Linked DNA regions of Mus musculus: all the other regions are linked to region 1. A link is a contact called in public HiChIP or PLAC-seq data. All regions are on one chromosome and are shown on one strand. The core of a region is the stretch at or near the end of the contact, and the rest is flanking DNA. Distances in the headings are between cores, read along the strand shown. Region 1 overlaps D630045J12Rik (RIKEN cDNA D630045J12 gene). Region 2 overlaps Creb3l2 (cAMP responsive element binding protein 3-like 2). Region 3 overlaps Creb3l2 (cAMP responsive element binding protein 3-like 2). Region 4 has its middle 22 kb from the start of Gm33318. Region 5 has its middle 35 kb from the start of Akr1d1. Region 6 has its middle 61 kb from the start of Gm33429. Region 7 has its middle 86 kb from the start of Gm33429.

Evidence for each region. HiChIP or PLAC-seq counts read pairs in DNA pulled down with a chosen protein or histone mark.
Region 2: a contact with region 1 is called in an HNF4G HiChIP or PLAC-seq map of pancreatic cancer cells. The contact joins two enhancer-like sites. A contact is called at or near these places in 2 of 115 datasets of contacts at active chromatin or transcription factors (extraembryonic endoderm stem cells and pancreatic cancer cells) and 1 of 9 other capture datasets (embryonic stem cells).
Region 3: a contact with region 1 is called in a FOXA1 HiChIP or PLAC-seq map of pancreatic cancer cells. The contact joins two enhancer-like sites. A contact is called at or near these places in 4 of 115 datasets of contacts at active chromatin or transcription factors (embryonic stem cells, extraembryonic endoderm stem cells, pancreatic cancer cells and 1 more).
Region 4: a contact with region 1 is called in a FOXA1 HiChIP or PLAC-seq map of pancreatic cancer cells. The contact joins two enhancer-like sites. A contact is called at or near these places in 2 of 15 datasets of contacts at CTCF or cohesin (large pre-B cells and pro-B cells), 19 of 484 Hi-C or Micro-C datasets (B cells, the HL-1 cell line, the MC3T3-E1 cell line and 10 more), 4 of 115 datasets of contacts at active chromatin or transcription factors (embryonic stem cells, extraembryonic endoderm stem cells, large pre-B cells and 1 more) and 1 of 9 other capture datasets (embryonic stem cells).
Region 5: a contact with region 1 is called in an HNF4G HiChIP or PLAC-seq map of pancreatic cancer cells. The contact joins two enhancer-like sites. A contact is called at or near these places in 1 of 15 datasets of contacts at CTCF or cohesin (pro-B cells), 2 of 115 datasets of contacts at active chromatin or transcription factors (extraembryonic endoderm stem cells and pancreatic cancer cells) and 1 of 9 other capture datasets (embryonic stem cells).
Region 6: an H3K27ac HiChIP or PLAC-seq map of extraembryonic endoderm stem cells shows a contact between it and region 1. The contact joins two enhancer-like sites. A contact is called at or near these places in 2 of 15 datasets of contacts at CTCF or cohesin (large pre-B cells and pro-B cells), 6 of 484 Hi-C or Micro-C datasets (B cells, the C10 cell line, the N1E-115 cell line and 2 more) and 4 of 115 datasets of contacts at active chromatin or transcription factors (embryonic stem cells, extraembryonic endoderm stem cells, large pre-B cells and 1 more).
Region 7: a contact with region 1 is called in a FOXA1 HiChIP or PLAC-seq map of pancreatic cancer cells. The contact joins two enhancer-like sites. A contact is called at or near these places in 1 of 15 datasets of contacts at CTCF or cohesin (the NIH/3T3 cell line) and 4 of 115 datasets of contacts at active chromatin or transcription factors (extraembryonic endoderm stem cells, large pre-B cells, pancreatic cancer cells and 1 more).

The regions. Positions count from the first base shown.
Region 1 is chr6:38,142,080-38,146,216 of GRCm38.p6, forward strand. D630045J12Rik (RIKEN cDNA D630045J12 gene) reads right to left here. Exons shown (of 20, transcript NM_194061.3): 16 at 513-830. It overlaps Gm52858 (a long non-coding RNA gene), which reads left to right. Exons shown (of 3, transcript XR_003956278.1): 2 at 217-1,196; 3 at 3,342-4,082. Among named protein-coding and RNA genes, the nearest start is that of Gm52858, 4.1 kb to the left of the region's middle. Within about 2 kb of position 2,207, at least 101 of the 459 cell types and tissues checked have an H3K27ac peak or open chromatin away from gene starts, as enhancers often do. A contact at or near this core is called in the NIH/3T3 cell line, embryonic fibroblasts, embryonic stem cells and 3 more, where this site is marked.
Region 2 is chr6:37,368,429-37,372,565 of GRCm38.p6, forward strand. All of the region lies in intron 2 of Creb3l2 (cAMP responsive element binding protein 3-like 2), which reads right to left. Among named protein-coding and RNA genes, the nearest start is that of Gm33275, 48 kb to the right of the region's middle. Within about 2 kb of position 2,388, at least 38 of the 459 cell types and tissues checked have an H3K27ac peak or open chromatin away from gene starts, as enhancers often do. A contact at or near this core is called in pancreatic cancer cells, where this site is marked.
Region 3 is chr6:37,396,974-37,401,110 of GRCm38.p6, forward strand. All of the region lies in intron 1 of Creb3l2 (cAMP responsive element binding protein 3-like 2), which reads right to left. Among named protein-coding and RNA genes, the nearest start is that of Gm33275, 19 kb to the right of the region's middle. Within about 2 kb of position 2,123, at least 85 of the 459 cell types and tissues checked have an H3K27ac peak or open chromatin away from gene starts, as enhancers often do. A contact at or near this core is called in extraembryonic endoderm stem cells, pancreatic cancer cells and trophoblast stem cells, where this site is marked.
Region 4 is chr6:37,462,120-37,466,256 of GRCm38.p6, forward strand. No RefSeq gene overlaps it. Among named protein-coding and RNA genes, the nearest start is that of Gm33318, 22 kb to the left of the region's middle. Within about 2 kb of position 1,967, at least 160 of the 459 cell types and tissues checked have an H3K27ac peak or open chromatin away from gene starts, as enhancers often do. A contact at or near this core is called in embryonic fibroblasts and pancreatic cancer cells, where this site is marked.
Region 5 is chr6:37,492,630-37,496,766 of GRCm38.p6, forward strand. No RefSeq gene overlaps it. Among named protein-coding and RNA genes, the nearest start is that of Akr1d1, 35 kb to the right of the region's middle. Within about 2 kb of position 1,797, at least 9 of the 459 cell types and tissues checked have an H3K27ac peak or open chromatin away from gene starts, as enhancers often do. A contact at or near this core is called in pancreatic cancer cells, where this site is marked.
Region 6 is chr6:37,590,597-37,594,733 of GRCm38.p6, forward strand. No RefSeq gene overlaps it. Among named protein-coding and RNA genes, the nearest start is that of Gm33429, 61 kb to the left of the region's middle. Within about 2 kb of position 1,970, at least 120 of the 459 cell types and tissues checked have an H3K27ac peak or open chromatin away from gene starts, as enhancers often do. A contact at or near this core is called in embryonic stem cells, extraembryonic endoderm stem cells and trophoblast stem cells, where this site is marked.
Region 7 is chr6:37,615,565-37,619,701 of GRCm38.p6, forward strand. No RefSeq gene overlaps it. Among named protein-coding and RNA genes, the nearest start is that of Gm33429, 86 kb to the left of the region's middle. Within about 2 kb of position 2,182, at least 204 of the 459 cell types and tissues checked have an H3K27ac peak or open chromatin away from gene starts, as enhancers often do. A contact at or near this core is called in the NIH/3T3 cell line, pancreatic cancer cells and trophoblast stem cells, where this site is marked.

The DNA of each region.
Region 1 (4,137 bases), core at 957-3,456:
AGAGCACTGAAATCCACTGCTTTCTATTCTAACAAATATTAATGATAAGAAAGAGTGATAAGCGTTAAAGAAAGACCCACCCATGTCAACAAAAGGCAGGGTGGGAAGCTGATGTTTGCAAACAGTTGTTGGTGTGTAAGCTTGGACTAGAGCTACAGGAGCACCTTCAGGACTAGGTGGTCCAGGGACAAGCTAAACAACTGGATCCCTTTACAGGAATCAATGAGAGCACACCCGGACAACCTATCTCCCCTTCATGACCCCGGGAGGGAGCTGGGAAGAGATTTCCTTGAACACCAGCTACATCCTCCTCAAATATCAGAGCTACATGAAAGGCTGCTTCTAACACTAAGAATTAACTGTAGTCAAGGATAAAAAGCTGAGATCTACCAAGCATGCTCTAAGTCATGTAAAATGCAGCCAAAGTTTTCACAGGGAGCCTTCAGGTGACAGCGAGGTAACAAGAGTCAAGCTCTTTGCCCAGCAAAAAATTTCAGGAGTCCAGTACTTACGCTGCAAGGGTTGTTGGCCGTCTGAGCTGGACTGTAGAAGGACCCCCACTGCGTGGCTCGCCTCTCTTCCCTGGACGGGGTGCTATTCACAGGTAGGCTGGCAGGCACACCAGTACCCGCTCCCATAGCATTGGTGGGCTGGCTGCTGGGAGCCACGAGGGCAAAGGCGTCATCCAGGAGGGAGTGCATGGTCTGGCGTGCCTCCTCGATGGACGGCTGAGGCGGGATGTACTGAGAGGCTGAGAAGGGCAGGCCGGGATACCTGCCCAGCTCTGTAGAGGAGGGTGTCTGGACATCAGCTGGGAGGTCAGGATCAGACTGTGTGAGAGGCAAGGGGGAGAATGACATGTGTGCTTCCGTGGGGCATGGGGTGGAGTGTGAAGCTAAATTCTGGGGCAGAGTGGAATTTAAAAATGGTCCTACTTTGTGGGAAAGGGTTTGTCATAAGAATTAAAAGTCATCTCTCTTAATAGGCATCATGTTTTATATGAGGCAAAGATGTCAACTGAGAAAAACCCAATGAGAATACTTCACAACTTCTTTTCTGTAAAACTCAACCGTAAAATAGATGTCAGACCCGGGGAAGGACATCTTCACTGAGAAGCCTAAGCAGCCACAAATCAGACTTCCAAGTAAACACACTAAGGAGACCCAGGCAACTTTCTGTGGCTGTGAAAACCAAAGGTAGAACAGACTATGTGTGTGTAGAAAGAATTCAGTACCCATTTAAAAACTGTTCACAATAGTAAAGACTAACAAATAGTCAGAAACCATGTCTCTAAAATAAAGGTATCTGAGTAATTAAGAAAAGTTTAATGTCCTGTCCCCACTATTTAAGAGATAAGAATCAGAGAAACAAGGTGGCATTCCACCCCCCCCCCAATCTTCCCTCTTTTTCATTTAATTTACTGAGACAGAGTCTCTCACTGGCCTGGATCTTCCTATGCAGACCAAGCTGGCGCCTTGAACACACAGTGATCCCCCTGTCTCTGTAGTCAGTGCTGGTATTAAAGGCATACAGTACCATGCCCAGCTAAAGATTTATTTTAAACCCTGTGTGTGTGCGCGCCTAAACGTCAGAGTCCCAATACTCTAGGCCCCTCCCTTCTCATCCTTCCTGGTCACACTTTAAAGAAGGAAAGACAGAGACAGTTTAATTTTTGGAGCAGGACAGACAGGTTCAGGCTGGGAAGGAAGGGTGGTTCCTTTGGGTTCCCACTGGCACAGAAAACCTACCAGAAAACCAACAGAGAGCCACAGGTCAGAACTTCCCACGCCTCTGTCTCCTTGTTGCCTCTTGAGAATTTGAAAGTCAAGCGTCCCTTTCCCACATCCCACCCTTTGGCGATGTGCTTCACGTGGGGACGGAACTCAACAAACGCAAACCCATGGACTTAAGGTTTCCTAAGGAAGCTTGGGTTAGAACTTAAAGTCTACTCTCTTGAATTCAGGTCTGCTGACCCCATTCTGCTTCAGGGCCCATTCATTCAGACGCGGACAGCCACCAGCTCATCCCAGACGGGGTACCAAAACCACAAGCAGTCCTCCTTAAGTGTAGCTTGGTGAGCCAAGTTTAACTTGGATTTCTTTACAGAAGTGAGGCTTAAAGGCGCATGGGCAACCGCCTGACAGCAGGAAAATTTTCATCCTGGCAATGATTAATCCTAAGGGAGGGGCCTTGAGTTTCCTGGGCCTGCTCCTGAGATGCTCAGGAAAAACACAGCTGCTCTGATCTCAAATGGCCATGGTCATGTCATGCCCAGAGGACAGCATTTTACAACAGATTCCTGCTCCTGTCATTCTTCAGACGACATCGTAGGTCATGTCCTGCAGTGGCTATTTTGCAGTCCTTAGTGGGCTCTTAAAAGACTGGCTTGACATCCTGGTTTAGCTGTGTGCCTGCTGCCCTGGTTTAATCATTAAGAGAACTTCCTTTCCCTTCCAGGAGCATCTACTTTGGACACTAAATGACAGTAAGGGCTCAACAACCTTGCAGCTTTTGTTGCTGATGTTGTTTTAAGGAGACAGAGCCTCTCTCTCTCTCTCTCTCTCTCTCTCTCTCTCTCTCTCTCTCTCTCTCCAAACTCCTGAGCTCAAGCCAGCGGCTTGGCTGCCGCCTCCCAAGCGGCTGGGGCTGTGCATAGGCACCGGCAGGCCTGGAGCCAACAAAAACTTTCAGTCAAGAGCCAGACAATAAATATTTTAGGTTCTTCAAGTCATAAAAAGTTGGTCACAACCCAACTCAAAAAGCAGCCAAAGACAGCATGCAAGCAAGGGTGTGGCAGTCTTACAAAAAGGCCCAGTGTTGACCAAAACAGCAGCAGGCTGGATGTAGCCTGAGGGCAGAAGTCTTCCGGGCCTAAACCTGAGAGATGACTGCATAAGCAGACAGGGTTGAGGATTTGGGGAGACAGCCCTCAAGGAGAGGTTATTTTGAGAGGAAAAATGGAAAATTCCAGATAATTTCAAACTATGTAGTACACATATGGTCTTAAAGGTAAAAGAAAATCTAGCTAGTGAAAGGTAAACTCTGAGAAAGGCATTATTTTTAAAACACACATCACAGAATTTTAGGGAGAGTAAAAAGTTAAGGACATCTAGGGAGGATTTTCTGAGCAGGGAATCTTTGGAAAGGCAGCCCTGGAGGCAAAGTAGGAAATCCTCTGAGGAAACCCTTGTACTTTCTGTGAAAGGAGAAAATGGAGAAAACAAAGGGCGATCCAAGCCAGGCCCCACGGCTTCCATCTGCCTTCCCAGTAGGAGATTGCTTGAGCTAGTAATCTGAGGCTAGCCTGGGCAACATAACAAGATTGTATTCCCCCAAATTAGGTTAAACCCAAAAGGAGGGTCCAGGACACCATGAGGAAAGCCTGCGCTGGTCATCAATGAAGACAAAGGAAGAGTCCAAGGAAAACCAACCTCCCTCCCTACAGAGAACTCAGTTGGAGGCTGGAAAACAAGCATCAACTGCTGGCTCCTCCGAGAAGCCAAGCCCAGGCTGCTAGCAAAGGCTGTGTGGGGAAGGAGGGAATGCGGTGTCCATTACTAGGCCTATGAAAGGACCAGGTGACTATACTAAGACTACGAGTACAGTTTCTACACACTGAGCGTACCACCACCAGTGTTTGGAGTGTTAGGACATATGCTTCCAGCAGAACAGGAACACCCATCTGTTGCCAGAAAAGCTGGAGTGACTCTGTGTGTGTGTGTGTGTGTGTGTGTGTGTGTTTCCTCCCTGGTCAGGGGGACCTAAATTCAGAGAAAGGAAGAGAAACTGCTTGCTCCTTTGCTCTACAGGGGCATCTGTAGTTAGCAGCGACTGCTCACAAGAACCCTCGGGAGGGGGTGACAGGGGTCAAGTGAGGCTTCAGAGCTCCCCGAGCTCCCAGGGAGGAGCCTGTTGCTTCCTGATGAGCTTGAAGAATCAGACTTTAGCCAATGTCAGCACAGTGTTTGCCACATTTTTATAAACATTTTGAATGTTTTTCATTATTTATTAACGTGTCATTTAGGGGAAAATAAAGAAACCTCAAATAAACCTCAGTGCTACAGGGCAACTGTGTCTTGTCGCGCGTGCGCGGTACCTTCTCGGAGGACAGGCTTGTTGCTATGTCACACAAGCAAA
Region 2 (4,137 bases), core at 1,138-3,637, 770 kb before region 1:
AAAGGTCAAATTCCAAAGCTGCATCTTCTCAGCAACACCCTTTGGCTATCAGCAAAGATGAGAAGAAGCCACCGTCTCGTGACGACAGGGAGCAAGTCCTGCATACCTGAGCTCAGAATGGAACCACGGTTAACACTGCAGACGCTGAATAGACTGAAATATCAGGTGGCCTTGGAGCACAAAGGCACGGATCTGCTTAAAGCATCCGTAATACAGCCTCGATGATTTCCATACGCACAGCCAGGCAACCACAGTGGGAAAAGATCAAACCTGGACGCAGTCTTGTATTTTATAAACACATGCACACGCATGTGCGGGATCACATGTACACTACACACATACACACAGCACAGGAGTAAGCATTCATTGTTAAGAGAAATCACTTGGTTACAAATATCATCTATGTGACAAAAAGTCCTACCTGTATCCTACCTGTATATAATAGTATGTGATATATTACCCAATATATCATTCAAAGTATCCACATTATCATCCAAATAGCATGTATACATTGAAGAAAGCATCTTAGTTTCTTATGCCTCCTCTAAACCTTCATTTTGTTTGCTCTTTGAACACGTATTAAAGAATTGACAGATCTTACTTTTTCCACATAAAAATCTTCTTGCCTAGAGAGATGGCTTGGTGGTTAAGAACACTATTCTCCCAGAAGACCACAGTTCGGTACCCACATGACAGCCCACAACCATCTGTAACTCCAGTTCCAGGAGGATCCGGGCCTCCACAGGTACCAGATACCCAAGTGGTATGTGCCTGGAGGCACAACACCTAGACTAATAAAAAAGGAACAATAATATCCTTTAACAGTTCCAAGACTGAGTTCTGGAAGGCAGGAGGCTGTGGGACAAGAATTCTGTGGAACATGGTCATAATAGTGAAAATAGGGCCCACTGCGTGGGAGCCGGCGACCTGTCTGCCCATGGTGCCCTGATATGAATAGTAAACTCAGCAGCACCATCAGTGTTTGCTATGGGCTGGGTACTGTTCTAAGTACTTTGGAAATGATAACTTAGTCCTAAGCATAACCACAGAGGTTAATACAACCATTACTCCCATTTGAAAAACAAACAACTACAAGATTAAAAAGACTCACCCAAAAGTGTACAGCTGGGATTCATAGAAAAAGATTCTTCACACCATAGAAATGAGTCCCATATCCCAGGTTCACTGTCACCTGCACACATTGCTTTCCAAGGAAGCAATGGTTCAAAACAGGTCTGGCCTAGATGTATACATTTTAATAAATGTTATTTTTTGAGCCCATATGTACGCATAGAAAAAAGTAAAATTAGATCACTCCTATACTATAGACCGCCAAACAGGTGTTTCTGATATGAAGAAACATTGTTTAAGACCAACCCATAGTCCTTAGTCTTTGGCAGACACCCAGCCTGTACTGGATGGACCTCTGAGACCAACACAATCTCTGTCTCTCTGTGTTCTTTCCATGCCTGGATATATAGAAGCTCTCTCCTTGGCTCCTGTCATCCCTATCACGGGCACTTGGTAAATTATGTACTTAATTATGGAGCAGTCCACAGAAGAACAAGGACAATAATAGCTGATACTTCCTCGGCACTTGTGAAGTGGCAGGCACTGCTCTAAGTGCTCGATAAATGTGAACTCAGAGAATCCCTCCAGCCACGCAGTGGGTAAGTATTATATTTTCATTTTAAAGATCTGGAAGGTCAGACCAAAGACGGATACAGCTCACCCAGGGTCAAGTCATTCATAAATTGGACAGAGCCCAGACTCATAACATGACTTTAGAGAGCCATGATGGACTTGATCCGGGGTCAAGATTGCTTTTTAAACTCACAATTTCTCCTGCAGAGTATGGTATGTAGAGCATGAACCACATACATATCCATGGAACAACACTGATTTGGAAAGACTGATTCGGTACACAGATGTACATGAAACTGTCGCATGCAGTTTGTGTTTCTTCATCAGGGACAGAGAGCTGAATAATCTAAGTGGCTTTGCTCGATAGATGGCTGTCAACTTTGCTGTTTTAGACTATTCTTGATTGCAATGGGGTCCCTATTTGACTGTTTTAAGGGAAGCAATGTTATCATTTTCACCCGTGTTCCCCTGCCTGTCCTACCCCAACACCCAGCCACGGAGAGCCCAGCATGGAAGCAGATGAGGAGAGCGGCACCCTTTTTACCCCCTCTGCGATGACGCACGCTGATGCTCTTGACACCAGCTCACAGGAAATGTGATTACCTTTTTACCTCATCTCGGTGCCTTTTTCTTTTCTGGATTTCACTTCCTGAGAACACGTCAACACCAATATCCCTCTAAAGGCTACAGAGCAGAAACCTAAGTCACCTATGAGTCACCCTTACCCCCCACCACCACACACACACACAACCCTGTGTGAATCCTGCTGCCTATCTCTCTACTCGTTTCAGAAACCACCCTTTCTGTGCCATCTACGTAGCTCAGCTTCCTGGCTCTCCGTGGCCAGCTCTGTCTGTGCCCTCTAAGCCTCAGCGTCCAGCCACGAGTGTCTCCTTTGACTCACCAACCGATGCCTCCCTCATGGCTCCAACCCCGCTTCCCAGCCATCCCATCCCACAGTCCTTTTCCTCCCACAACTTGTCTCATGCACCCCGTGTGACTTCTCAACGGCCACAGCTTACTCCCTGAGGACTTGCCTTCATTTGTAACTGGGAAAGCAGCTTCATAAGTCAGTACTGAGCCCACCCAGTTATCTCCAGCTCCTGTAATCTGAAGAAGCCCCAATGGTCTATAGACCTGGAACAGCAACAGTAAAGACAGACTATTTGTTTAATTTTATACAGACAGATTTTTTTGTTTGTTTGTTTTTTCGAGACAGGGTTTCTCTGTGTAGCCCTGGCTGTCCTAGAACTCACTTTGTAGACCAAGCTGGCCTCGAACTCAGAAATCCGCCTGCCTCTGTCTCCCAAGTGCTGGGATTAAAGGCGTGGGTCACCACGCCCGGCTACAGACAGATTTTTAAATTTATTTTTGTTACTACTTTTAAAATTGTTTGTCTATGTATGTATTAGGGGAGTAGGTATGTAGACATGAATGCAGTACCCATTGAGGCCAGAAGAGGGTGCCTGATCCCACGGAGCTGGAATTTACAAGTGGTTGCGAGACACCTGATACAAATGCTAGGAACCAGACTCTGAACCTCTTCTAGAGCAGTAGGCACCCTTCACCACTGAGCCTTCTCTTCAGAGCCACTCAGTTAGTCTCTTAATCCAGCCTAAATAAATTATCTTGGCACAAATGCATTATACACCACTTCTGTTTAGCTGGCTGATATTTTATAGACTTTCCAACCCTATTTTTACACAACCTCAGAGGATAGAGATATCAAGTTCTCTCTTAATGCTCCAGGCTCGTCACGATCACGTTTCTTCTTTGGAGAAACACTGAAATAAAAGACAAAGTAAACGTCCACCTTGGGGTATGCTTTGGCAGACTCTTCGGCTGTAAGTCACACAACTGAGTGTGGGAATCATGGAGTCAGGTCACAGGAAAGGGCTTCTGGACACACAACGGACAGAAAGTAATTCAAAATCAAACCTGCGCTGTATCAGAGGGGCTTCTGGCAGAGTTCATGCAGGGTTGCACTGAGCAACTTTACTGTGGCTTTGGCTCTGAAGTCACTGCACTTACGGACCGCTACACCATGCGCCACCAGCCATGAAAGCCCAAACCCTCAGGACCACTGTGTGTCACAGGCTGCAGTGTTTACAGTGTCCATACATGTCCTGCTCTACTAGAAATGGAATAGTCTAATTACAGAAATCCAAGGTTTTTAGTATCATTCTAAAATAATATCATTTTGGATATCATTCTTCATCATGTATCAAATTAGTATGTCTTTGGAGTCTACTGTGTTAGAATGCTTGATTTTAAAAATTGCCATTAGAGTTTCTGACTTAAGTTTCATTTTTAAAAAATGTTAGATGATTTTGACTTGGGATTAGGACATTCTTAGCTCTGATGATTCTAAAACCAAACTATTAATCCACTCTGAAAACACACTATACCCTGCAGTATCCACTATTTGTCCAAGATGAATGCTTTATGTAAAAATAAGCGCACCATCTGTTTACCTCTATGTTTGCGTTTGTC
Region 3 (4,137 bases), core at 873-3,372, 750 kb before region 1:
CCTTCAGAATGCTTTCTCAGCTGTTTAAAAGTGTGCTTGGCTCAACACATGGGTTTTCTAGTTTGAATCTTTCTACTGAATTGATTATGACAGCATGAATGCTAGTGAACTGCTGAAAAGTAGCTTCATTACAATAACTTCTTTCTCATCCCGTCCATTGCTTGAGACTACCCGATCCTAGGTGTGTGCTCGGTGCATCGCATTGCCTTTGTTCTGTGGTATACACAAAACAACAGATGGTCATTAGAGAAATTACAGCAATCAGAGCAAACATGGGACATTGCATATGTCTACATAAGTGTGAGATATAACAGGACAAACAACTATAATGGGAGATGTGGTAGGACTGTCACATAACATGGAAAAGAGACCCAATCAAGTCCATAAAAATTCCCTTTCCTCCCCATAGCTGAACAATGAGTCAGCTCACCTCAGGGTCCAGAGACCATCAAGGACCCAGGTTATCTCAAAAGTCAAGGCAACACAAACAAATTTCTCTCCTCCAGATAGCAGCTATCAAAGTTCAGCGAGACAGAGCCACTTAGCATGAGACGGCGACCTGTGGTCTTTGCCATTGTCAGGCTGACCTTATGACGCTCTCTGGTAGCTGGGTTCACCTGCTAACTTCACATAGAGTCTTTTAAAAGAATCTCCTGGGTTGAGAATGAAGCTCAGTAACAGAGAACTTACCTAGCATACCCATGGCCCTGGGCCCAATCCACAGTATGATAAATAGAGTTTTAAAATCAAGTATAAATTCTGTAAAATGTCCTTATTAGGTATAAAGAACCATATAGTATCATGTAATTGCGAAATTATCATAAAATGGGGAATCTTTATATCCCTTGTCGAGTACCTCCAAGACTTGGCTACTGGTCGGGATCCTGTGGTTCAAGCCATTCCTGGTACTGTACTTTTCCCTTGATGTGACAGGTACCACACTAGACCAGTAGCTGTCCATCCCTTTCATATTTGTCTGTCATACCAAGTGAGTGTTCCTGAGCCCCTGACTCACCAGGGGACACAGAAAACCTGGCAACATCTCCCTCAAGATTAGAGGGGAAAAGAATCTAAGGGAATCTTCCTCTGTGTGTACTCTAGAACATTTGTGTTTAAAAGGAAGAAAGTCAATAGTGACATCAGGCTAAGGTGTTTACTGATGCAGAAGCCAGGGTACACGGACGATGTGATAACGGTTCGATTGGGAGTGATCCTCTCCAGGCAGAGCAGCTGGGAGACAAAGGTCGCTGTCTACACGATGATTCATTCATTTTATCTAGGAAGCCACCGAAGAGCTAGCTGTCCACTAAGGCCTAGCCACGGAAGCATGACGAGGAAAATGGCTAAATATATTATTTTAATAAATCTTTACAACAGACATATTAGTTAGTCAGTTTACCAATGAGAAAGTGTGAGCCCAGAAAAGATCTACAATGGGCCCAAAATTGTGCAGCTCAGAGAGGGGCAGAGACAGAAAATGAGCATCTATTTCCCTGAGTGTAAGAACCACATTTTCCCACGAGACCATCCTTCCGTGAAAAGTTAGAGTTCACAGCTAATTAATTCATCCTTCATGTTGAAGGCATGGGTGCAGCATGAACATCATGAGCACGTACAATTTTGAAATAAGTACATAGAGAACCATGTCTGTCTGTGTCGAGTGGGCAACATGAGCTACGATTTTCATGTACATCTATTCTTACCAAATGATAGTGAGCAAAGAAAGGGGCAAGACTCACTATCCAGGACAGTGGGCAAAATACTTGCCAATTATTTTAGGTAGAGGCAGGTATGATTCCAGTCAGCTTATAGCTGCACTGTTTTCTGGGCAGCTAGTCCACAGCACATGAAGCTCCCTCCTAAGTGAAAGGCAAATGACTGCCCTCAACCTTCCTAAGACATATGGGGCTGTTTCTTACCTACCTCGGCCTTTTCAGCTACCTCCTCCTCGGGCTTTCAAGAGTTGGCTCTGTGAATAGAGCTGCATTCATGGCAAGCCACTTACCATACTGTCAACCATGTAGCACCAGTCAGGAGGACAGTGGGACACACTGTACTACCCACAGACTCCGTATTTGTGACTCATTTGCTTGCTAGGGTTTACTTGCCACCCCCCCTCCCAGTGGGAGTCTCTTGCGAGTCTGTGCAAAGCACGGAAAACTGAGGTCACTGCTGCTCAGGCTCCGGGTGCCAGCAGCCTGACTCCATCCTCACACCGGAAACGGTGTCCTCTGCGGGGTCTGTTCAGTGTCGTGTTTACACATCTGTGCACTGTCGATGAGTCAGTCTGCTGTTTGAAGCAGCTCCAGGCACAGTTGTGAGGTGCCTTTGCTCCCCAAAGCAAGGAGATGATGACGTGCCTCACAGAAACCATCCTTAGGCTAGATAAGTGCCATCCAAACAAGGTATGGTGCTCTGGACCGTAGTCCAGTGTAAACAAGCCAGCAGAACTCATTGAATGAGGTGTCCCTAAACAGATGCACACACTATTAAGACTATGTATCAACTGGCTGATAAAAATGCTGGCATGAGAGGCTTATGAGAATCTTCACATTTCTCTCCTCTGCTATTAGATAGTTCAATGACTTTGTGGGACTTGCTATTTTGCAAATAGCAAGAAGCGATTACAGGGAAAATCTACATATCCTTATTGTCATTTCTGTGACTAATACCCTGCTAGGCGTCCCCCCCCCCAAAGGCAATTAAGACCATCTGGGAAACTTGGACATAGTTTGTTGTCTAAGCCCTGCACATCCTCTGCGTCTGGATTTCTATCTCTTCCATGATGCACCTCCTTCCCCATCTCCTGGCTGTTGATTCCAAACCCCTCCCAGGCCCCCAGCAGCCCATATCAAAAGCCAGCTCCAGAAGTCGGTGCCTATGCCTACCCTGGGGTCACAAAACCGTTTTATCATCCACATTTGCTCTTGTCATTATCTGAAATTAACATTTATCTGTTCTGGACTTTATTATCTGACTCCTACTTTGTTGACTGTTTGACAGTGACCCTACCCCACCTATAAGGGAAATTCTGCGAGTAGGAGGTGCTTAGTCAATATTTGCTGACTTTACCAACACTATCCTTTCCTGGCATCTCTTTCTCCTTTGACCCCAGGTCCGGCCACAATCATTTAGTTCCCTGCCCAGGAGTTTAAGAATCCTTGAATCATTTAATAAGAACTTTGAAGGTGTGCCCACTGGTGTCTCTTGACTCCATCATGATTTGTTTCCTGGGAAGTAACAGAATTCAGGGTTAGGGAGTTTGTCCCTCTAAGTCACTGTAACTGCTTTTAAAAGAGGATTAGCTCCTAGTGTTGCTCTGCTGAAAACCTGCGTATCACTGGGCTGATTGATGGCCACTCCATATAACACATTCCCGCATCATGACCAACTTGGGGCACCCACCTTCTCCCGTCACACACACTCAAGCCTGGCTGAGCTCCGAGTAGCTGGCAGATGAATAATGGTGTCTGAAATTTTTCTGTTGGTTTTGCTAATGTTCTTTAAAAAGGGCCAGCAATTTACAACACAGAGTCTCCATGGAGGGAAGTTGTGGAAGAGGAAGGTTTGGGTCATCTATGACCATCCTGGATTGTTGACTACAGGCACATGGAGGTAACCCCATGTATGGGGTTCTGGTTTGACTTCCATGTACCTTAAGGCCAGGATATATACAGTGATCTATTTATAACACCAATCTTAATCAGAATGCACCTGTGATAGAAAGAAAGAATGGAAGAAAGGAAGAAAAGAAGGAAGGGAAAAAAGGAAAAGTCTTTACCCAAGCCTGTCTTCACATGGTGTCTAGGCAACTGTTGATGCAAACTAGCTCAACAAACAGCAGGCAGCCAGACAACCAAGTAAAGGAGAGGTCTTCATGGCTAGTCAAACAAAGAGGACCTTTGCAGAGTGGAAAAACATCATGACTTTCACACCAGCCAGAGATATCACACAGACATGCAACCTCGTCAGGAGGAAAACCAGAGGGCTGCGTGTGTGTGTGTGTGTGTGTGTGTGCGCGCGTGTGCGCGCGCGCTTGAGGTGCAAGCTTAAAGAATAAACAAAGCTGTTCTGGTGAGTCACAGGGTAAAAAACTCTTCACTCTTCATGGAGAGAAGATTCCATCCAAGAGGCCCC
Region 4 (4,137 bases), core at 717-3,216, 680 kb before region 1:
GGTTTACATGAGGGCAGATGTGTTTAAAGCTCTGCTTAGACTCAGTGAAGATGGGGAGCCATGTGGAGATGAGACTGGGCGTGAAGGGAGTGATGTGCTTAAACAGGCTCCTGTGAAGAAATGAAGGAAGATCCTTCCTCCTGGTTATAGGAGAGGAGAATGAAGGTCTTTGGTCTACTGTGCATCCCTGCTCATACAGAAGAGAGGAGGATTGCAATGATAGGGTGGTTTCTATGTCTGCCACTGCTTTGGGAGAACTCTGGCTTCTATGTCTCACTTTGTACGAGACCTTGATGGGAGGTGACCCTGATGCCCTCACGGTACAGGAGTTCAAGAGCTCTCTGTGCCATAGCACTATATTTGAGGTGTCCTTGGTTGAGTCTCAACACTAAGACATCTGAGAATACATCATCTCACAGGCTGCACCGTCTCGGGGAATTACACCCCCCCACACACACTTTTTTTTTTTTTTTAACCTTGAACTTGCCAAGTTTTCATGATGAGAATGGGAGGACATCCTCTGATACTTCTGAAAAACAGATTGTCCATTTTAAATGAGAGGTCCTATTGTTAACTCGGTGTGTCCACAAACAACTTCAGAAACTGTCTCCATTGCATGGACTATAGGTCCCATCACGGAGATAAGAAGACCATCTGAATTCTTCTTCTCTAGCATTTCCAGCTCACCTAAGGGGGTCAGGGGTGACACAGATCTGTCCTAGCTCTGAGTCACTGTCCAATGGCCTACAGACCAAAACCTGTTAACTGGGCTGCAGAAACTGCAATAGTAGACTCTACTATTATCGTTGAAAATCCCAACCCCATTCTACTAGTAATTGGCAGGTTCAGTAGGTAGAAAATTGTGAAAGACACAGTTGAACTGAATAACACTGTCAACCAACTGGATGCAACTGGTACCTATAGAGTATGACATCCAACAATAAAGATTTATTTCAAGCTCATCCAAAACAATCAGCATTGTAATTCATACCCTGGACCACACAAACACACTTCAAATATCCTAAATAGGGCTGGAGAGATGCCACCATGAGGCTGCTTTTTCTAGCCTAGTTTTCCAGCACCCACACAGTGGCTCACAACCACTTGTAACTCTAGTTCCAGTTCTAGTTCTGACATTCTCTTCTGGCCTTTGTGGGCATCAGGCATGCATGTGGTATACATACGTAGAAACATTCAGGCAGACACTCATATATAAACACTCACAGATAAAAATAAGTAAAAAAAATTGAAACAGGGTCTCATACTTCATGGCTGTGGCTTGTGTGAAACCTGGAATGTAGATAGGCTAACCTCAGACTCAGAGATCTATTCACCTGTGTCCTTAGTGCTAGGATTAAAGGCCTGCACTTCTGCACTTAAATAAAAATTATACAAAGCTCACAAATGGAAATGGGAATAAACTAGAAAACAATAATGGAAAACTGAGAAACTCCATAAAATACTTGAGATTAAAGGGCATAATTCTAAGTAAATGTGAGTCAATGATGTCACAAGAGAGGTAACTATAACTCACCAACATTTGCTTAATACAAACTGGGCATAGTAATACTTGCCCATAGTCCTTCCTAGTACTGAGCAGGTTGAGCCAGGAGAATCAGTTTAAGGCCAAGGATAGCCAAAGCTATATACCAAGACCTTCTCAAGGAACAAATAAAACAAGAACAAAAAGTATCCCAACAACTGAGGGCTGGTTCCCTTCTAGTTCTGGTGGGCAACCAAAACTGCTGTTGGCAAGACCTTATCCCTGAAGACATCAAATGTTCTGGTGACAGGGCATGGAGAAATTAAGCTAGAACTGGGCTGGAAGTCTCCTCCCTGCTGGAGAGCCCTAACTATGCTAGACAAAGCTGAACCCACTGCAAGAGGAAAGCGTCGTCAATGGTCTTACTCAACTGTAGATGGAGCCTGTGTGCAGCAATGATGACCAGCCACTCAAGATGTGTTCAGTGGAACAGTAGTGGCTTCACAGTTAAAGAGGTATACACTTGCTTTCAGATTGGGTTTGTGTTGGGAGCCGCCCCCACATTCGCCGTCACAAGATGGCGCTGACATCCTGTGTTCTAAGTGGTAAACAAATAATCTGCGCATGAGCCAAGGGTATTTTATGACTACTTGTACTCTACCTTTCCCGTGAACGTCAGCTCGGCCATGGGCTGCAGCCAATCAGGGAGTGATGCGTCCTAGGCGAAATATAACTCTCCTAAAAAAGGGGACGGGGTTTCCGCCATTCTCTCTCGCTGGCATCTCTCTGGCTCTGCGCGCCCTGCGCTCGCTCGCTGCCTAAAGATGTAAACAATAGAGCGCGCGCGCCGGAGCTCTGGCTCCTAAAGATGTAATTGAAGGGGCTTTCGTTTTTGGGGCTGGGCGCTGGGCGCTTGCCCTCCTGGCTCCCAAAGATGTAAGCAATAAAGTTTTGCCGCAGAAGATTTTGGTTTGTTGCGTCTTTCCTGGCCGGGCGTGAGAACGCTATTAAGAGGTTTGGGGTCCACTCTGCATCTGGTACTATAAACCTGGTCAAAAGTCCATGGTTGAGAAGGTCGGAGACCATAGTATAGGCGTCCTTTTCCCTCCCTAAATGGATATGATGTGCTCATCAGATGTCTTCTGCACAATTGTATTTATGTGTATAGATTAGTGCTGCTGTCTGCTTTACTCAGAGAAACTGCCTTCTGCAGTAGGTTCCTTGTAGTCTCAGCACTCAGGAGATGGAGGTAGAAGAATCAAGAGTTGAAGGACAGGCCAGGTGGTAGCAGAACAAGCCTGTGATCCCAGCACTTGGGAGGCAGATGCAGGTGGATCTCTGTGAGTTCAAGGCCAGCCTGGTCTACAAAGCATGCTCTAGAATATCCAGAATAGCAAGGGCTGTTACACAGAGACAACTTGTCTCAAAAACAAACAAACAAAAAACACAAAAAAATTCAAGGACAGTCTCAGCTACATAATAAATTCAAGGTTAATCTAAATGACACCCTGTCTCAAGCAACAATGGCAGCAAAAACAATAAAAAAACCAACTAGCCAACCAAACAACCAAACCAAAAAACCAAACCAAACCAAAACAAAACAAAACAAAAAAACCCTATTTTTAAAAATGGGGGATACAGTAAAAGCAACAGTAAGAAAATATAGCATCAAAATATATGCAAAGAAAATATGAAAGATGACAAAAATCAATCTAAGGTTTCACTTTAAGAAACTAAAAACCAGGGCTGGAGAGATGGCTCTGTTGGTAAAGTGCATGCATGCAAGCATGGTGGCTTGAGTCAGAGCCCAGAACACAAAGAAGGATGGCACAGGGTTGTGAATGCCTCTTATCCCAACAGTGGGCAGGCAGAAGCAAGCAGGTCCTGGGATTCCCAGTCTGTTGATGAACTCCAGGCCAGAGAGAAAGACTCTGCCTCCCATGTACATGGGCACATGTGTGCACACACACACACTGAGAAAGAGACAGAGAGACAGAGAGAAACTGAGTGTATCTCAGTGGTAGAGAACTTACACAGTATGTGAAAAGCCCTGAGTTTGGTTTTCAGAACTGCAAGGAAGAAAAGAAAGGAGGGAGGGGACAGACAGAAGGACTGAGGGAAGAATAGAGGGAGGAAAGAACAGAAGAGAAAGATAAATGGGAGGGAAGGAAAATGGAAAGGAAAGGGAAGGGGAAAGGAGGGAAAGCGGGAGGGAAGGGAGGAGGAGGGGAGGGGGAGGGAGGAAGGAAGGCTATTATGACTAGTCTGTGCCTACATATTTGAAAACCTAGATCAATCCCCACATGCAGAAACATGAGTAGGTCTATCTCTGGTAAAGAAATGGAATCGGTAGTGAACACAGTTTTAAAACAGAAAGTACAGGACCAGATGTTCAACAGATGGCGTCTACCAAACAAAGAAGAAACTGTACCAGCTTTCTGCAGCCTCCTAAACAGAGCCAGAAAGGAAACTTCCTAAGTTATACGAGGAGCTCTGCATTACCATAATGCAAATCAGACAACAAGATTACCAGAAAGGAATTCTACAGACCAGAGTGTGTGTCACATAAATTCTCAACAAAATGTTACCCAGCCCCGCCATGCATTAAAAACCGACATACCACAGTGTCTTAGTTGAGGTTTTATTGCTGTGTC
Region 5 (4,137 bases), core at 547-3,046, 650 kb before region 1:
GCTTCTGTTGTGTTTCCCCTCTAGTGATGTTTCCATTATTCCTGTTCACTGTCCTGATGATCATGCTGTGTCATGTGTCAGTTTTAGTGCAGATGTGCAGGGTACCACGGCTTCTATTAGAAGACAAAGTTTCTAAAACAGTATTTTGGTTCTATATGAGAACAGAAAGGGCAGTGGCTGATCTGAATCCCCACCAGGAACCAATAGGCAGCTTGGCTCACACTACTTCTACTGTCAGAGACTTGAAGCTATGGGCCCTAGGAGAGATCAGGCAGGTTGAAAGGCTATATAAATGTTCCTGTTATTGTGAAGTAAACTCATGGGGCATCATTGAACTTCAACCACATGTATGAGTTTCCCCCATAGAATTAACACATCACTGAACCCTTTGATGCTAGTGCAAGTGGCTTGAAGAATTAATTCCACTTTAGGCTCTCATTAATCAGGGGTGGCCAGAATTTGTCTTTTCACCCCAAAAAGAGGGTGATGTTTTGTGTTTCACAGTGGACAGCCAACTAGAGCCAAAATGAGCCTATGCTGGACACAACATGATCAGGCTCAGGACATGACAGTGGCTACACCTCCAACTATAAAAGCTGGTCCTTCCATCAGACACTTTGACTACTCACAGTCTCCAAATGACACAGGATACACATGTTCATAAGTCATGTTATTCATATATTCATGTACGAATGCAAACACATACAGTGTGACTCCCATAAAACATCCTCAGGCCAGGAATTGTCTCCAAGGACAGAGCTCGGATAATTCAGCTAAAGGTTTAAAGTTTTTCACAAATAACCACTGAACTTTACAGCATTCTGGGTCACTACAGAGAGTGCACAGTGGCCGACAGGTATGGGTGCCCAGCAATCACAAGCGATGGGTGTCAGCCATGTTTTAGATCTGCCATCCCATCATGAGGAAGAATGGAAACTTGGTGGTTGAGAGCTTGCAGCTCCAGCACATGGAAAGCATGGACTTCACAAAGAGTCTCAGGTCAAAGCAGAAATAACAAACCCAGACCAACACTGTGTATAAGCCCACTACGGGCACATGAGGACAGAAGGCTTTGAATATGTCTGGAAAACCTGCTCATTCACTGTCACACTTATTCAGGTGAAAGGCTCACTGAGGCTGGGACAAGTAAAAGCAGGTGTTCCCAGGATATCTGCACCTCACAAGCTGGGCTCTGCCTGCAATGTGATGTATTGTGATCAGCAACCCTGTACATGTTTATTCACTATTTATCTATGTAATTGTGCACTGTTCCATTCAAAACCAAGTGTCACTGACATTGTAGGCAAGCACTCAGCTAATAGCCTGCAAATTAACACAAGCTAAAATATTAATGGTGCACAGAGGTGAAGCAGAAACAGTGTGTGGTTACATTTAGATACAGGGGGCAGAAGATGGCACCCTGCAGACTGAGGGGCAACAATACACCAAGCTCACAACAGAGAATCTGAGACAATGAGGCAGGGGATGCGGTTCAGACATTTGAGTTGAGGAAGCCGCCATGTCCACTGTTTCCTCCTCTCAAGGACAAAGTGACTTTTGAAAAGATGGAGGCCTACCAAGAGATAAATATGGGTGATTCTCAGGAAGCTCTCTGAGAAACACTTCCAGCTACTTCTTCAAATCTAAGTGTGTCCAAGGATGCTTGGAACAGTTTTGTAGAGAGTTGATAGATGACTGAGCACTGGATTCCCCTTGTTATTCTCAGAGTTAACTGAGATGAGGCCTCTGTGACCTCACAGGGTAAACCCCTGTCCTAATATCAATAGTTTCTTAGTCTGAGGACAACTCAGAGCCCAGCAAGAGGGCTGTGATTCACAGTGAGCACATGTGTCTGCTAAGGTTTGGACTGTTTTCTGGGAAGAACATGACCTGAATAACTCACTCATGTGCAGCACTTCTTCATTGGGATCCTTATGAGATAGGAAGACTAAATGTAGTGAGAGACATGACGTGTTCTGCCTGAGGACAGCGCATCCTAAGAAGAACTAAAAGCAGCAGTTATCAGAAGTCTCATAGCAATAGTACTGACCACTAAAGAAAACAGATTCAGAAAACTCCTCCCCTTACCAGGGAGAGAGGACTTGGAATGATGCCACACAGGTGTATCTGCCCAGGACTTGAGCCCCCAGCCTAGGACAGGAAGGAGGGAACAGTGCTATTGCCATACTCACATTTGACCATCACTCATAGCTTATCCAGGGAAGGAGGCAAAGCATCCCTGGCACTGGTGTCTGATCTTCCCTGAGGACTTCAGTCCCTGGCAGTAGCAATCTTTGCATGTGTACACAGAAAGCTGCCACAATATGGGACAAACATTAATGTCACTATCACAGGAAACACCATGACAGTACCCTCTCCTCTCATTCTATACTAATATACATTTGTCTTTGTTTTGAATTAAGATGTGCATTATACCCTTCCAAGTTCCTCCACTGACACATGGGTCCTTGAGAGAATGTCCTAGATTGAAGGAAATGGCCTTAAGTCAACTTAGTCAAACATAGATAACTCACCACATAAGTATCTGTGGTCATTGTTTAACTTCCTGAAATTTGTCATGCTTTGTGTTGCTTGCCTTTAAAAGTCACCGATAAAATACACTCATTGCTGGCACAGTGTTGGCCAGTAGCCCTCCCATATCTGTCTCTTGTATCTTCTTTCTGTGTTTTTAATAATCATTCTCACTTCCAAGTTGTGGTTTTCTCAGTGACTGACCAGCAGGCTCCAGTAGAATGGTGTCCAGTGGGAGGCTCAGCTATGGGAGACAAAGTGAAGGATACCATGAAAAAAGAGGAGGAGGAGGAGGAGGAGGAGGAGGAGGAGGAGGAGGAGGAGGAAAGAAAAATGGGAATAACCGTATGCTTTTTGTGCAAAAGCTTAATATGCTTTGCTAAAGAAGGGTAACAACAATTACATAATATTTTAGATTTTGTAGAAAAAGTTTGTTCTTGGTTTCTTGAGGAAACAATAAATTTAGTAACTGTTTTAGTTAGGGTTTTACTGCTGTGAACAGACACCATAATCAAAGCAACTCTTATAAGGACAACATTTAATTGGGGCTGGCTTACAGGTTCAGAGGTTCAGTCCATTATCATCAAGGCACAAGCATGGCAGCATCCAGGCAGTCATGGTGCAGGCAGAGCTGACAGTTCTATATCTTCATATAAAGGCTACTATGAGGAGACTGGCTTCCAGGCAGTTAGGATAAAGGTTTTAAGCCCATGCCTATAGTGACACACCTACTCTACAAGGCCACACCTCCTAATAGTGCCACTCCCTGGGTCAAGCATATATAAACCATCACTATAACTTGGAAGAACATCAGAGAAAGACCTCAAAATTATTATGCTGTGCATGGGCTAGGTAGTGTCTGTAGATAGCGTTAGTCTTTGAACTTTGATTAGAGATAGCTTGAACCCTAGACCTGAGAGAGAGATATGGGTTTCAGGGATGCAACCCCATCTGGGGATTCTATGATGAAGAAAAGAGAAGTGAAGTCCATAAGCTGGGTCATTGTGGACCACCGTGGTGGAGGTGTGCCCAACAGCTGCTGGTCACATCCCCTGACCCCTGTGGGAGGGTGGTCTAGACAGCAGCAGCAGGATGCAGGGAAGGTTGAGGAGCCAGCATGAAGCAGGACTCAACATTCAGAGCAGCCAGTTATGATCCAACTCAGCAGGTTAAGGCCTAAGAAAAATGTTTATGGAAAATGCTTGATATTGATAAATGCAAGTAATGAAAGTTAGAGGATTTAAAGAACCTGGATGGTGATGATTTAGAAATAAAAAATGCTTCAGATGAAAGATGTTTAAAGTGGATAAATGCAAGTTATAAATGTTGGAGGGTCTAAGAAGATGTTTTAAGGTATATAAATGAAAACTATAGAGCTGTAAGAAATTACTTAAGGTTAAAAAGGGGGGGGAATGTTTCATATTCCCTTCACATGCTATTGTCATTTCAAAGTTCAGAATTTTAATATTGATCAATGGAGTTCTGATAAGCTAATGGAACACTGGACATTTACAATTCAGTCACAAGCTCAAGATTTTAATTTCCCTTTTATTGTCTTCTGAATATAAACTTAAAGATGCTTCCCATCATGCAAAAAAAAAAAAA
Region 6 (4,137 bases), core at 720-3,219, 550 kb before region 1:
ATTCCCTAACAGGCTTTGGGTTTGAGCTGCAACTCAGCACATCTCCTTAATCAGGTTTTTTTCCCCCCTCAATGTCTGTTAGCTCGGCCATATTGTAAGTGAGCATTGCTTTGATTAAGGATTCTACTTGAGATCAAAATTATAAATTAAAACAAAGAATCAAACTATGATTTGGAGGTCCCCTGAAAAACTAAGACTTCACCATGTATGTGCAGTATAATGATTATCATAAGGATGAAACTGAGACCACCCACTTGGAAAAATAGGCTGAAAAGGAAAAAATTACACTATTAGCAGCTGTAAGAAAATGAGTAGATTTCTCGTCTCTCTGCTTTCTGAAGCTTTCACCGTTTTAGTGAGAATGTATTACTGTCAGAAACACGGAAGTATGAAAGTACTTGTCACGTGTTTATCTATGAGGGCAAGTTCATTCTTTCCCACATGTCAGGTTACAGATGTAAGCCCTAGAGCATCTTGTTTCAAGTCATGAGCTTTCTGATCTGAACTGTTTTAATTCATGACGATTGCTAACTAGGTTGTCAAACGCTTACAAAAGGAAAGAGTAGAAAGAAAATCTTTTGCAAAGAAATCTGTAAATAAGAGATTCCTGATGAAACTGTTCTTATCTGGGATCCTTGAGGAATGCTAGCATTACATAAGCATGTGGGAAGAGAGAAATGTCACACATGATATGATGCAAAACTCAATTTCCTATTACTCCATTAAAAAAAAATCTAGTAGGAGGACCATGGTATATTTGTATATAATTCATTGACAAAGCTGATTTAATAATCATGTGTTTTTCACACATGTTAGTATTTTATAAGTCCTACCCCCGACCCCTAGTTCCGGCCCTGATCCACCCTGTCCCAGCCCCAGCACCAGGTCCCACCCCTGTCCCAGCCCCAGGCCCCTTCACCTTGCTTTAATCTTCTGCATAAGCAGAAAAGGAGGAAGGAGAGGAAGGGAAGAAGAAATTGAGTTTGGTAATCCTCGACCAGGATGCCAGCCGTTCTGAGGCGATATTATCAGTCGCATTATCGGTTCTAGAAAAAGCATGCTCAGTAACATGAAAACATGCTCAAATTATATAAGCATGTGCAAATTGTTATGATACTGAGCAAGATCGTGGATAGATATATCCAGTGATTCACAAGCAAAACCTCCGTTGTTTCTCAATTTGGGGAATGATATTCTCCAAAATGTTTATTTGTTTCCAGTCTTTTTTGCTCCATTGTTGCTTTTAATAACATTTTTAGGCCAGCAATTTACTTAAAGAGAAGAAAGAACTGAGTGCACAGAACTGTCCTCTGACCTAAGGACATAAATGTGTCTACTGAAGTATTTTATCATGAGTATAACGACAACCCCAGTACACAAATTCCTTCATTTGCTCGTGGCAGTTTCTTAGAGTTTTTCTCTTCTCTTTCTCCACTCTAACTGGAGGAACACCACTATTTCCATCATCGCTGACCAGAAGGCTCCTCATCTGACTTTAAAAGTCTGAAAGACTGAGTGTTGGAAAAGAATAATCTCAATGTTGCAGGAAGGATCACATGAATAGTGAGGAAGTAACTCCAAGGCGATTTCCTTTTGCAAAGAGAGTGCATCACATCCCGAACAGGGCCAGCACGGGAGCCTGATGGTCATCCCTAGAGAAAGGCGGCAGCGACAGTTGGTTATTTCTCTTCGATTGGGCGGTCAACCTCGCAGACTAGTTCTGATTGGCTAATTTGGAAAGCTGCAGGAAGGAAGCAAAGGAAAGAAGAGAGGGACGGGCTACTGTCCAATCCATCCGTTCCAGGGATTTAGCAGGTCTTGTGCATAAACAAAAGTTTTACCAGGTAGAGTTTGAATCCCTTCACACATACATTTTTACAAGGTAAGAGAGGTTTTGTAGAATACTGGTGCTTGGCAGGCTAGCTGCCTTTGATGGGGGAAGGGAGGATTTCTCAAGAGCAAAGGTCAGGGGAGGCCACTAGGGGAGCCCAAGTCTATCTTTGTTTTAGCTCGGGCACTGTGAATAACAAACGCCCTCTTCTCAAAAGGAGGCAGAATATGGGAAAAGATCCTTCTCAAGTCTGATTTCTCATAATCTCCGAAAGGAAAGCCTTCTACATCCTGCTTGCTAAGCCTCCCATAAGGAAAAATTACTATTCATTTGCCTACGCTCACACATTCACACAGTTTCCTCTGGATTCTAATCTTCTCGTAATGGAGAACAAAGGTCTTCACAGTACTACTAGGCTTTGCCCTCTAGTTCAGGTTTAGAAACCGCTGGGCTCTCTTGCCTCTGGGCGAGCCTGTCTACTGCATTTCACAGAGGAGGAAGAAACGAAAAGCAGAGGAAAGACTGTATAGCCCTAAGCTTTTTTTCTTCACTTCTGTACGATCTGCCTAGGAATCCCCAAAGCAAGTAGAAGATAAATAAGCCCTGGTCTATTCTTCCTTTGTTTGAGATTTAACTCTCAAGGAGATTTCCTTCAAGGATTGGATTTGAGGAGGCCTTTTCACTTTGTATAGATGATTTGAGCAGATCATTTGCATCTATAAAGGGACGGAGGAAACCCTGAATGGTGGCCACTTCTATAGAAGAAACAGTGAAGGAGCTTCGTGAATTTATTCTACCCTGCGCATGGGAAAAGCACAGAGTAGAGTTTTCAGGGCCCAAATATCATCCCTAAATAGCTATAGCTCTCTTTGCAATCGCTTCACGTCACCAGTTTCAAAGCTACAATCCCCGGAAAACAAAAATTCCAGATAGTCTTAGTCATATTCTCTCTCTCTCTCTCTCTCTCTCTCTCTCTCTCTCTCTTCGTGTGTGTGTGTGTGTGTGTGTGTGTGTGTGTGTGTGTGTGATCCAGTATTAAATACAATATTAACCCAGTGTAACCAGCAAGTCAAGAAAAATGATAACTACAAACTGAAAACCTTGGAGCCTCTTCTATCAACAGATTTCTTTCACAAATCAGATACTGCTCAAGCTATATGTTCTCATTTGTTCTCAGTTAAGTGATGCTCCCCTTATTAAAGCCAAGTAGACTTTCCTAAGAGAAATAACAAAATAAAATGCAGAGCAACTGAACAACAACAACAAAAAAAAATGATTACAATTAAGGAGATAATAAAGAGGAAAAGAAGAGCAGACATAAATCACAACAAATGGAACAGAGGCAAGATCCAAGTTATAATACCATACAGGTCTATTTATGATTTATATATCATGGGCTAGGAGGATTTTTTTTTTTCACTGTGGAGGAGGGGCTGTGAACAAAGAGTGCTCATGCACACCCGGGGAACAGTGTCAGATTTCACACACAGAGACAGCAGAGACTCTGCGGACCCGAGTAACACAGCAGCTCTCCACACTGACAGACAGAAGAGCTTCCCTGAGCCCCTTCATCTACCACCCGGCCACAGTACCACCTCTACCCAAAGCCTCGCCTACACCCTTCAAGCACAAAGATCAGACACATTACAAAAAGGAAAGCTCTGGCCACAGGGAAAGCTAGCTGAAGATAAGAGTTCTGTGGATGTCAGAGAGTATTAGCTTTATTTTTATCAGGTAAACAATAGAGATCATCGAGGTGTGTACGTGGGTATCTGATAAGAAGCCAGGTGTAACTCAAAATGCCGGACTGCCTATCCTCTTTCTCCAGCAATGAAGAGCCCTCTAGGGATCACTATTTTTATTTTTTTTTTAAGATTTATTTCTTTTCTTTTCTGTGTATGTGTGTTTTGACTGCACATACATGTACGCACGTGTACCACACATGTGCCTGGTACCCAAGCAAGCCAGAAGAGGGTGTCAGATTCCTTGGAACTGCAGCGACAGATGACTGTGAGCCAACATGTGGATGCCAGAATTTGAACAGAGTCCTCTGGAAGAGCAGCAATGCTCTAACCTCTGAGCCACATCTCCAGCCCTAATTCTTGCTTTTGGAAAGTAGTAGGTGGGACAAGGAAGGCTTCCAATCACATGAAAATAAAAGTCAGATGACGTGAGACCTGCAGAAGAGTGCTGAGATCGAGTTGTTCCGTGATATTGTAAAAACTGATAGACAGCCTCCATTTTGGATGCAAATACAGAGGCAAGTATGCAAACACCACCATGTGTCCTATACTGCCTATAGTATA
Region 7 (4,137 bases), core at 932-3,431, 530 kb before region 1:
CACGATAGAAGTGAGTAGAACTGCTTTGTTCTACAATAAACTTGGACCCAAGCTAATCACCCAGCAGCACTTCCTGCATCCATGTATAAACTTTTATGATATTTGCTTTTATAAGCTGCCCCTGGGATGGATGCCAACATAAGAGAGACACCTGCACCCAATATAAGAAACTGTGGGACAATGGTCTGTGCGAGGAAACTTGGTAAGGTTAAGAGGGTTGGAAGTCCTGAAACCTCTGAGAAGATGGTAGGAGCTTCACCTGTTTCTGACCAGGGCCTGTCATGTGACATTTTCTTTGTCATGTGTAGGAAGAGACATGAAACTTCCTACATAGGAACATGACCTATGGTCACATAGATCAGAACAGAGTCCTCCGTGCTAATGCGGTATCTAGATGGGTCCTGAGAGTTTAGCCAATAAGCTTCCCTTCCCGGACATTCCTTCCTGCAAACGATATTTAATCTCTGGTCCACCCTGAGAAGATGGTATATACCCGTTTTCCACAATGAACAGTCAATAAACAGTTTGGAACCAAGGACTGTCTATTTTAACAAGGCTCGCCATGGGGAGCACGGAGAAAGCCTTCCTATACAGAACCGCACAGCCTAAGTCTCTCTCAGAAGGCCCTTCCGTGCTCCCAGATAACCGCTGCTAAGCTAAGGACAATCACCAATGAGCTAAGCCAGAGTTCCATCATCCCCAGGCCCCAGACTCCTCAGCCTGCTGGCCTCTTCCATTCCCAATTCCCCTCGACCCAAGGGTATCTATATGTCCAAGAGTTTGGAGCCCTGGGTCCAGGCTGTGGGCCCCCAACTCTCCATTTCTGACTCCTCTGTGATTTCCAGCAACAACTGGGAGCCAGGGACTCTGGGAACCCCAGATTTAGCCTCTCACATTCTAGGCTGTTTTCCCATGCCCCTAAGTGGTGTATCGGTGCTTCCCTCCAGCCTAGCGCCTGACAGTGGGCATAAGGTAAATGCAGTCTAGTGTCTAGGCATTTCAGCTGCCCAGCGGTGTTCCCATACCCCAGTGGCAGGAAGAAACGTAGAACCTCAAGAAAGTGTTTGGAATAAGACTTCCATTTTGAATAGGGGTTGAGTAAAGTGGGAACTGATGTTCTACTTAGCAGAAAGAGACATGTACATGGGTAACTGACTTCCTGGTTGGCAAGTTAAAACATGAATGTTAAACAAGTCACATTCTAGTTGACAAGTTAGGACATGAATATTAGACAAGGCAAGCCCCCTGCCGTAGCTGGATACCTCAACCAATGAGAAAGGACAATTTGTAGGAAAGGTTTTAGATACGAGATGTCATCAAATAATGAAACCTGAAAAGAAACTTTGCCTGGGGATGTAGTTAGTTTGAGCACACAAGAAAGAGAGAGGGAGAGAGAGAGAGAGACAGACAGAGACAGAGAGAGGAGAGGAGAGGAGAGGAGAGGAGAGGAGAGGAGAAAAAGGAAGAATTCTTTTTCAAGTTTCTGGAGGAGTGTTTGAGTCGTGACAGCTCTGAGCTAGTTGATGGATAGGTTTATTAGTGGTTCATGATTTGACGACATCAATGATGATGACCTTTCAGAGGACTCAGTTGTTCGGAGTGGATCACTGGGACATGTTTGTGGAAGCTGAGTCTCTTCCCTTTCATAAGGTGAGAGGCCTCTTCTGCCAAAATACACACACACACACACACACACACACACACACACACACACACACACCACACCACACCACACTACACCTCTTCTGTTCTTATGCTTCTCTGCCTGTCTCTTGAGCGTCTGAAACCAAGAGTCAAAATAAACCCTCTCTCCACCGAGCTATTTTCTACAGGACTTTGTCACCGAAATGCTAAGTCTGACTAAAACACAGGAACCGAATGTTTGTTTTCTTTGTCGGTGTTTCCCTCTACACATCTGCCTTTGATTAAAGCTCAGCTTTGGACACTGAGATGAAAAAGGAGAAGTGGGGGAGGAGATACTCTGCTAGCTTAACCACTCAGTTCCTTATTTATAGTAGTGGAGCAGGGTAACCAAAGACTAAAGGAAATCATCCAGAAGTACAAGGGAGGGGCGGGGAGAGCAGAGAGACGCCAGTGAGCTGCGCTGCTGGACTGAAAGGTCCTCCCTACCTGTCCTAGGACATAGTGTCTCTTCATCTATCCTCCCCAGCTTTGTGCCACGTATTGATCATACCCATCACGTTCCATCCACTTCATGACAAGCTGTCTCACGCCCACAGTCATACCCAGTGCCTGGTGTGTGCCTGCAAATCTTCTACCACACCACGGAACTGCCCAGGCCTGTTGCCTGCAAACTGGTGTGACCTCCGTCCAATTCCTGGGATTCCTGGAATGTAATTATGTTTACTCAGCTGCCCACTCATGAATAAAGAATGCAGTCTACACCCAGGGAGCACATATGTTATGAATTTTAAAACTAAGAAAAGAAAAAATAAATTGTTAAAGTATATTAATAAGGCAGAGGAAGGAAGGGTTAGTATTAGTTACTTCCATCTATATTGCTCAGTTACTTGTGTTGTAACACCTGGCAAGAAGCAACTTAAGAGGGGGGGAGGCTCCCAGTTCAACAGGACACAGTCCTTCATGGTGGCAGGAGGCAGCTGGTCATGTTGCATCCACAGTCAGGAAGCAGAGGGGGACGAACACTGCTGTTCATCTTCTTTTCTCCCTTTTATTCACCGGGAACCCAGTCCACACTTCAGGTAGCCTTTCTACCTTAATTAACCATGTCTGGAAAACGCCTTGTAGACATGGCCAGACATTTGTTCCCATGGTGATTCTAAATCCTGTCAAGATGACCACCAAGAATGACAATCACATTCTCAATCACAAGGTTTAAACTGGAAGAGAGCTTGGAGATGAGGAACTAGGTCCAGACAGAACTCATTTAGATCAACAGTTCTCAACCTGTGGGTTGAGACCCTTTGCGGAGGTAACATATCAGATCTTTACATTGCAATTCACAACAATAGCAAAATTATGGTTATGAAATAGCAAGGAAAATAATTCTATGGCCAGGGATTACCATAACATGAGGAACTCTTTTAAAGGGTCTCAGCATCGGGAAGGTTGAGAATCACTGATTTAAACACAACATCTCATTATGCCGCCCTTCATGGTCTCAAACTCAGGGTCAAGCCACCCTCCTGCCCTCTGAGCTCTCTGAGCAGCTGGGACTATAGCATGTGGCACCACGCCAGGAAAGTGTTAGGGTTCTACAACTTTCTCTTTTGTCTTTATGATTTTTAAAGAAAGGAAATTAAATTGTTTTTCTACTTTTGTTTGTTTTGTTTTGTTGTCTGAGGTGAGGTCTTGCTGTGTAGCCCTGCCTGGCCTAAAACTCACTATACTATCTAGCCTAGGTTGGCCTTGAGTGGCCTTAGCCTTCAAGGTGTTGGGATTTTAGGTATGCGCCACCACACACAGTTATTTTTCTATTATTTAAATATGAATTGGCCATCTTAATCACGATTAGCCCTTTATATTTAATGACTAGAGTAAATAAGTAAGTGAACGAATAAACATCCGAGACTTGCTCAGTGCCCGAGGTTGCCGTCTGGACACTCCTCCCCAGAGGACACTGTGTACTTCTGCACCGGGATGTTTATTTTGGAGCTCTTTACTTAGTTGTTGGGGCCCTACCCAGGAAAAAGAACTCACATGTCATGAACCATAGTAAGAAGCCAGGTAAGAAACGTACAGGGAAGGGACCAGCGGAAGATTCAAGCTGGTGGAAAATGGAAAACATACAGGGTCAAGTGTTGACCCACAGTAGGAGAAGTGAGAACAGGGATCCAGTCTCTTGCAGTGAGGTAGCCTCCCCTCACACCTCATATGGGCAAAGGATCTGCAAGCAGTCACTTCCTACAGGGGTAAAAGGATTAGTAGCTTGTTCCGTGGAGTCTGAAATATAAAAGCCAAAGGCTTGCCTGCTGGAAACTGATGTAGACTCAGCTGAGCTATACCTAAGACAGTGTGGTGGATGGGGAGGCCAGGGACAGGAACAGATTGGAGTGCACAAGCTGTGTACATATACTTGGTGAGCTTGTCAGCATCCTTTGCCTTGGACCAGTTCTCCCTAGAAACACAGGGGCTCTGAGGCTGCCTCTGAGTGTT